Linked DNA regions of Sus scrofa: regions 1 and 2 are each linked to region 3. Evidence: chromatin contacts called from public HiChIP or PLAC-seq data. All regions are on one chromosome and are shown on one strand. The core of a region is the stretch at or near the end of the contact, and the rest is flanking DNA. Distances in the headings are between cores, read along the strand shown. Region 1 holds the start of CHCHD1 (coiled-coil-helix-coiled-coil-helix domain containing 1). Region 2 holds the start of ANAPC16 (anaphase promoting complex subunit 16). Region 3 holds the start of ECD (protein ecdysoneless homolog).

Region 1 (2,700 bases), core at 128-2,627, 510 kb before region 3:
AAATTACAGAGCAAAGACTTTCCAGAGTGTAGGGGAGAACACAGGACTCAACTATAGTGGGAATACCTAATCCACAACAAAAGGCCAAGCTCTCTTCAGGGGATTTTATTTCAACATAAAATATAATTTCCATCCACATAATGATTCCAAAGGGTTAAAAAAAAGTGTTTCGCGTCCTTCCACTCTTCAAAAAGAACGTGTGACAATGCAAATATCTCTAAAAAGCCTCTGCATAGTTCTCAGAAGCTACAGTCCAGTCATTGAAAATGCTTCTCCATTTTCAGCTGACATGAGGTTTGTTAGGAAACCTATGTAACAACTTATTCAATTTCTTGGGGGGTAAACTCCCCAACTCTCCCAGGTTCTCCTGGATTGATCTCATCTTTCGGGCAGCCTGAAAACACAGAACAAAAATTAAAATGACAGCTCTAAAGTTGGCCCTGACCTAAGCTAATAGTTCTCACAACACCCCAAATCACACTGAGAAATTAACCAGCCTGGAGAGCTGCGTCATCTTCTCAGTCCTCTTTCATCAAAAGGACTTGGGAACCATGAATGACTGTATGATCTGAAGCCATCATCCAGCTGGCAATTAAATCTAAGCTGGAAACCAAATAAACTGTCCTTTCCTATCTTTAGTTCACTTGGGAGAATAATGTCTATTTGAGCAGCAATTTAAATTTTACAATGTGGTTTTCCCATTCATTTCTTCACTTAACACTCACAAAATTCTTTAAGGCAGATATGAATATTAACCTCACTGTGCATCTGATAAAGCTAAAAGCAGTAAAACAAATCGCTCAAGATCACGATGCCTTCAAAATTGTAAACTTTCGCACTTTGGCATGAGTCAAGTAGATCCCAAAAACTTTTCTCGCCCTTTTTGAGGGAGAAGAATTTTCTTATCACCAAGCAAGAGGCAGTAAGAACCATACTGTATACCCCATTCTCCTCCCAAGAGGGCACCCCAGGAGCCTCCTGTCACCTCAGCCCTCGAAGCACAATCGAAGAAGTCCTGAATCTCTTTTCTGCACGCTTCGTCGCGGAATTCATTCTGCTTCCAGCAAGCCATCATTACTGACATCTCCGTGATACAGGTCGCCTCTGGTGGAGAACGGGAAGGACCCTCAATCACAAGGAGACCCTTACCTTCCGGCCCTCCCACCCAGCGGCCCCCTGCACTCCTCCGGCTTCCGTTCTAGGGCCTCCACGGCTCCGACTGCTCACCGCCCTTCTCCCGGCGCCGTTCCCCGACATGATTGGCTAGGATGAGGGGCTTGTTGGGCTTCAGTATAGGCCTCCGTGGGTTTCCAAGCCGTGCTAGTCGACCCCGCAGGCTGGGAGTCGCCATTGCAAAGCGAGCTCCCGGCAGGCTCTGCGGCGCCGTGCGTGACCCTGCGTGACCCTACGAGCTTCCTGAAACTAGGAGGCTCCCTTTCCCGCCCAGCATGCACCGCTTTGTTTTCTTGGCGGGGCACCCGCGCTGCTGGGTTCTGACCTGCTTTAATAGAGACCGATGTGCAGGTTGGGAGGAGAATCTTTGGGACTCGTCTGCTGACCTAGGCCACTCTTGTGGGCCCTGAAGTCTTGGGGCAGTACTGGACCGGGAACACCCAGGAAACACTGATAAACGGACTCTAGTTTCGAGTGGTAACCGGCTGGATTAGAAGGTGATTGGAGTTGCCTGGTGGCTCAGTGGGTTAAGGATCCACCTTGCCACTATTATGGTGGGAGTTCGTTCCCCCGGCCCAGGAATTTCCGCCTGCAGCGGGCGCATCACCAAAAAAAAAAAAAAAAAAAAAAAAAAAAAAAAAAAGATTGACCTAAGCAAGGGCAGAGAGGATGGGAGCAAATAAAACTGGGAGACTGAAAAATGCTAAATTGGGAATTATTATTACTATTAAAAAAAAAAAAAAAAAAAGCCCACACCCGGAGCATAGGGAAGTTCCGAGGCCGGGGACTGAATCCGAGCTGCAGCTGCGGCAACACCGGATCCTTTAACTCATTGCTCCAGACCAGGTATCAAACCCGCACCTCCTCAGCTGGCGGGAGCCGCTGCGCCAGGGTCAGAACTCTAGGAATGATTTTAATAAACCTTCAAGAACTGTTGGTTTTGACTACGTTTGGAACCACCCCAGAAGCCGCAAAGAAAAATTAGCCCTCATTTACTTCAGCAGCTACTGTTGTTCAGAAATCGTTTGCTCATTTATATCGATCTCACTGGGTAAGGAAAGGTTTAAGGACTTTTGCATACATTGTTTTACTTAATCCTCTTCCCAATTCTCTGAAGATACTTAGTAGTATCATTCCTATTTATAGACTTTGTCCTTCCTTGTGATGCCTAGCTTTAATCAGACTTGGTTCTGACTCCCCCCCCACCCCCCACCTCCCAAAATGATTTACAAAGACGTACCGCTGATTCTCAAGGCATATATTTATACATGAGCACCATGTAATGGAAGCACAACTTGTACAAACTTGTAGTTCTTAAGATGACTACTTTGGAGAGCAATACTTAATTTGGTTGTGTAAATTTAGTATGCTAAAATCACTTATCACAGATGTCTGGAATCTTTCCATTTATCTCTGCATGGCTGGTTCTTTTTCTTCTGTTGAGTCTCAGTTTGTCAGGACTTCCCTGACTTCCATCCAAACCACTATCAAGCTGTTTTATTTTCTTCACAGCACCTATCATAGTCT
Region 2 (2,700 bases), core at 73-2,572, 910 kb after region 3:
TATTGTTTCAACACACTCAAGGGAAAAGTTATTACTCCCTCCATTTGACATATAGTCAGCACACTCCTAGAGGGGAAAGAACCTGCTCAGAAAGAGGGAACATGCACTTCACACTAACATGCACTTCACACTTTTAAGGTTCATAATCTTAGGAAGAACCCCTTTCTTAGGAAAAGGGGGAGGAGTTATCTTTTTACCCTGGAGGCCTAGCACAGAACCTGGATCACAATTTCTCCTGAATAATGAACAAATGACAGAACACAGGGCGAGCAGCTCAGCAAAGGTTACCCAGGGGCTAGAGAAGATTGGTATGAAGAGGACTGGTTCATTATCATTTTGTTTTTCTTCCTCATTCTGCAGATCTATTTACATAACTCTTTCTCCCACTTGGCTGCTATGCCCAAAGTTGATGCTCTGTAAAATTTTGACAAATGTTTAAATACTGATGATGAGGTAACCTGGGATTTGACGCTATCAGGAAAGCTGGAACTATTAGCAGTAGCGATCCTTGCAGTAGAACAATGCTCTCTGGGGAGATACAGCACGGCTGTGTTCACATTGGTGAGATAATCAACACATTTACTTCATATACGATGGGGATGACCTCGTATTCATAAACTACTTTCCTTCCTGGCAGATATATACCTATCTTAGAAAGAACCTTTTCCTTTTAAAAATGTCCTATCATAAAGATACTGAAGGAAGTACGCTGGTACAATGGCAAATTATTAGAAGCAATTATTAAACTCCATCATCAAGAAAACATTCATTCCGCTGTGTTTCACTTAAACAGCTGGATTACCATTCAAAAAGATGTGCAGCTAAAAACAAGTGGGGCGGAAAGAAATGGGCTGCCAAGAGGAGGGATCAGAACGCCAACGGTTCTCAAGCTACCTCCAAGTCACAGCCACAGCCTCACCCCCACCCCCACCCCGACCCGCCATCGAGTCCCCAGAGGGCTACGCCAACAGCGCCGTTCCACTGCGCAGGCGCCAGCCCTCGGCCCGCATGCGCACTAGCCAGGCGCGGCCTAAGGAAATTTCCTCTTGCACGCCCTCTGCGGCAGGCTCCCATTCCTCCTCCTACTTTCTCCATTTTACTAGTCCCTGCAGGTAGGATCCCAGAGATCAAGTCCCTTTCCACCAGGCTCTCGAGGGTCCCTGAGCCCTCGGCCACTTACCTCAGCAGCTTTGGCACTTTCCCCTACAGCCCCGCCCCCAAGGCCGACTGGTGCGGCCGAGTTAACATCGACAAGGGCGGCGCCGTGCTCGCGCCCGCGTGGAGGGACCGGCAGCGGCGTGCGCGTGCCCCTTGCAGTAGTGGGCGTGGCCGGGGCGGAGAGGACTTCCGGGTCCTTCTCCTCCTCGTTCCCGGATTTTCTTTTTGCTGTGGGGTCCGTATTTCTCCGCTACCTTTGGAGTACTCGTTTTATTTTTTCTTGCTCACTTTTGTCATTTAGGGTTTTATCTTAACGCACGGCATTTCAGGCCTTCTGCTTTGCTCTCTCTTACCAAACCGTCACGCTGCAGGGTTAAATTTGTTATTCCGCCATCCTTCTGAGCAGACTCGTATCCCAAGGAAAGGCAGATGAACAGCTTCCTATCTCAGACAACGCTCTTTCCCAGAGCTCAGTCTCAGCGCCCTTCCTTAACATTAAAATCTACTTTTGTGGAGAGATTTATTTGAAAGGTCCTGGAGGAATAGGGCACTAGGATGTAAAGTCATTAAACTTGATAATTATACCCCTTCTGACATTCAAGTCTGTTTATTTTACTTATTATTTTATTCATTTTACTGCTAATCTCAACAGGAAATCACCACTTGGTTCTGTAAGCAAATTACCAATTAAAGCTATTTTCTTGCTGGGATTGGGTTGAGCGTTAGGGTATTTAGTGAGAATTGATTTTTTGAGGGGGAACTCTAACTTATTTTGGGCTTCATGACCGTCTAACACATATAGTGGGAACATTGGTTGAGCTTAACTATGGCTAGCCCATAAGGAATCTTTGTTTCCAGATTTTTTTTTTCTTTTTTTCAGGCTGCACCCACGGCATGTTGAACTTCCCAGCCTAGGGGTCGAATTGAAGCTGTAGCTGCCAGCCTACACCACAACCACAGCAACGTGGGGGATCTAAGCCCACAGGAACTATACCACAGCTCACAGAAATGTTGGATCCTTAACCCACTGAGCAAGGCCAGGGATGGAACCCGCATCCTCATGATTCCTAGTCGGGTTTGTTAACCACTGAGCAATGAAGGGAACTCCTCTTTCCAGAATTATTGATTCTTTAAGTGATGTTTAGAAGCTTGGCCTCTCAGTGAAGTGATGTACAGTTTGGGGGCCCACAGAAATTGGATTCCTCCCCTCAGCAATGTGTTCGTTTGGAGAACCATGTTGCTTAAGTCATATTTGATTCTGATAGGCATTTTGATTTTGTTGCGCATATAGTTTTAACACCTCTAAAAGTTCTTCAGGATCTTTTGTCCTCCCCTTGAGGATAAGTGTATTAAATATCCCTGCTTTTCTTAATTACCATGCTGGTTAGAGTGGGTGAGACACTGCAAATGTTTAGGTAAACACAGAAGATTGCATTTTACTCCTAAAGGTTAATGTTACAAAGAGACCTCTGTTCTTTCTGTCAAAGCCATGGACAAGCTCAGTATCTTTTAATCACTTTTTTGGGGAATGCCAATAGTTTA
Region 3 (2,700 bases), core at 124-2,623:
AAGTCTTATTCCTATGTTATAGAAATGAAGGCTCAAAAAATTAGTAATTTGCCTAAAATTCAGAAGGCTAGAAAAGAGTCTAACCAGAAACCCAGGTGTGACTGAAAATACCATAGCTGTTATTACCATATATAATTAATATTTAATTAATAAATGTATGGTTGCTAAAATTACATACCTTAGTGGAGAAAAACAACAACTGGGATTTGGGGTTAAAAAGCCCAAGCTCAAAAACCTATTGGTTATATAATCTTAAGATGTGTACCTTTCTGATACTTCCTCTGCTGAAAATTGAAGATGGTCATATCCATCTTAAAGATTAAGATGTGAAAGTTTCTGAAAGTGTAAAGCATTAATAAATGTATGACATTATCATTACTTCCTAAATTACAACACTTCACTAAGTTGTTCAAGCTGGAAATATCTGTTCTCTAAAGTCTCAAAAGCAAACCTGATCCTGAGGATTCTGACTCTTCAACGCAGAGGTGGGGAGACAGTATGTAATGGTTATGACCACAAACTTCAGAATCAGACTGATAACGGGTCTATACTTCAGCTCCATCACCACCTAGCTGTGTGATCTTTGGCACGATACAACCTTCAGATCTGGGATCTTTATCTTGTAGGAAGTACAAAATAAGAGTTCCTATCTGGTATCCTTATTGATAGGATTAAGTAAGCTAATGCATGTAAGCGCTTCGCAGGGTGTTTGGCTTTAGACGTATTCAACTTTATTGTAGGACTCAGTTATTAATAACTTCACGAGTTGTTAGTGGCCATGGAAAGTGGGGCATGGAACACAACGGAAACTACAAATGCCTTAGGAAACCCAGTTCCTGAGCCCCGGGAGTGCAGCCCAAGAGGGTCAAGTCCTGGGATTGCACTGGTAACACGCTCTTAGCTGGAGATGGAGGTCTGGAGGGGCAACGTCCGGCAAGGCTAGGAGGAGAAAATTTCAAAGAATTTTTTCTTTCCCTCGCCCTGGGAAAGAAAAAGGAGCAAGGGACTGGTCAAGGAGGGTCCCCAGAGCGCCTGCGGCCCGCCACGGCTTCCCCCGGCCCCAGCTGGGTGGCTGAGCAGTCCACTCACAGCTCCAAGTTCTGAGGCACCGCCTTCCGTGTGTATCTGGAGATCATCCTCCTCTTCCTCCTCAGCCGCGGCCGGGGCGGCCAAGCCAGGGTGGGGGCCTCCGGGCCTGGCCCTCCCGCCAGCTCCGGCTCGGCCCCCTCCCGCCACCTTCCGGCCCCGTCACGCCCCGTCTCCTAGACTCCGGACCGCCACCACCCCAGGATCCCCACCTCTCCAGTCCTCTCCCCTCCCTGTTTCCCCGTGGGGGCGGAAGTGACGAACGCACAGGTGCAGCCGCCTAATACTCCCGCCGACACCTAGCAAAGGCGACGCTGGGAGTTCCGGAGCTGAGCCGGTTTCTGACTTAAGTTTCCGCTGGCTTCAGGTCCTAGACAAGCGTGTGGATCCAGTCAGAGCCGGGCTTTGGCTGCTGCTGGCAGCCCACGAGGTAGGAGAGAAGGCTGAGGAAAGGTGCCGCAGCAGGGACGTGAGGAAGAGGCCCAGGCTTTAGAACTGGAAGCGAAATTGGCTTCATTTTGTTGGATGAAGAAGGGACCCTTGTTTTGAGTAAAGAGCGCTAGAACCTAGTCCGGCCTCAGCTGCTTGGTTGCTTCTCCTGCCGTGCTCCCGGTTTCCTCATATGTACAGTGTGGAGTCAGTCTGAGTGATCTCAAAGTCCCTTCTAGCCTGACACTAAATTCTTCATAATAAGGTGTGCTTGGCATTCTGGGGTGGGTGAGTATTTATTATCTGTCAATCTGGACTGTAGTGAGTGTCTGGATAGAAGATGCAAGTTCCTCTCGACTTAGTTTTATTAGTTCCTTGGAAAACCAAATAAGCCTGAAAATCGAATCACAGCCTTAAAGTGGACCATCCAGTGCAATATCTTTCTTTAACAAGCCTCACCTGGCAGCAATAGTAAGCTAGTACTTTTGTCTGTAAGGGAAATCCTTAGAAAACAGTTATTTATACCCTCTGAGACCTGAAAAGGGGCGGAGGGCGGTGGTTTGGGACGGGTTGTTGTAGGATCAAGAGCCATGGGCAGATTATTTTGGGGTGAAATGATAGGATATAAATGTTTTGTAGTTTTGAATTCACCCATGATGTACAAGGGGAAAGATTTAAATTCTGCAGAGTAAGGGAGATTACTCTTAAGAGTGTTTAAACAATAAAAATTCAGGGAAGAAGTTCCCTGGTGGCTCAGGAGGTTAAATACAGCTGTGTCATGGGTTCAGTCACTGGCCTGAGAACTTATGCATGCTACAGGCATGGCAGGAAAGAAAGGAAGAACGAACGAACGAAAAGAAAGAAAGAAAGAAAGTAAAGAGAGAGAAAGAGAGGGAGAAGAGGATGAAGGGAGGAAAGTAGAGACGGATTTTAGAAATGATAAAATAACATTCTCATTCTACAATTAGGGGGAAGCCCCAGAAAGAGAAAATGAAATGCCCAGAATGACACAACTAGGACCAGTGGCAGAACTGGAATTTTTGTCAATATTTCAAGAGATGTTATTGCATTGTTTCTGACCGTGTGTTACATGCACCACTATTAGTGCAAAGGCAAACATTTTTTATTTCATTTTTACACGCTTATTAACTTGGGAATGCAGTACTAGATTTCCATTTACTGTAT

The links. HiChIP or PLAC-seq counts read pairs in DNA pulled down with a chosen protein or histone mark.
Region 1: a contact with region 3 is called in an H3K27ac HiChIP or PLAC-seq map of alveolar macrophages. The contact joins the promoter of CHCHD1 here to the promoter of ECD in region 3. A contact is called at or near these places in 2 of 5 promoter capture datasets (fetal liver and liver) and 1 of 2 datasets of contacts at active chromatin or transcription factors (alveolar macrophages).
Region 2: an H3K27ac HiChIP or PLAC-seq map of alveolar macrophages shows a contact between it and region 3. The contact joins the promoter of ANAPC16 here to the promoter of ECD in region 3. A contact is called at or near these places in 1 of 5 promoter capture datasets (liver), 1 of 47 Hi-C or Micro-C datasets (heart right ventricle) and 2 of 2 datasets of contacts at active chromatin or transcription factors (alveolar macrophages and skeletal muscle).

Annotation. Positions count from the first base shown.
Region 1 is chr14:76,505,995-76,508,694 of Sscrofa11.1, reverse strand. It overlaps CHCHD1 (coiled-coil-helix-coiled-coil-helix domain containing 1), which reads right to left and starts at 1,377. Exons shown (of 3, transcript NM_001190155.1): 1 at 1,228-1,377; 2 at 986-1,104; 3 at 1-394. The coding sequence starts at 1,351. The coding sequence ends at 281.
Region 2 is chr14:75,081,295-75,083,994 of Sscrofa11.1, reverse strand. ANAPC16 (anaphase promoting complex subunit 16) reads right to left here and starts at 1,322. Exons shown (of 4, transcript NM_001190225.1): 1 at 1,181-1,322. ASCC1 (activating signal cointegrator 1 complex subunit 1) reads left to right here and starts at 1,014. Exons shown (of 11, transcript NM_001244083.1): 1 at 1,014-1,112.
Region 3 is chr14:75,991,295-75,993,994 of Sscrofa11.1, reverse strand. It overlaps ECD (protein ecdysoneless homolog), which reads left to right and starts at 1,373. Exons shown (of 13, transcript XM_005671096.3): 1 at 1,373-1,516. FAM149B1 (protein FAM149B1) reads right to left here and starts at 1,338. Exons shown (of 13, transcript XM_013983338.2): 1 at 1,090-1,338. The coding sequence starts at 1,136.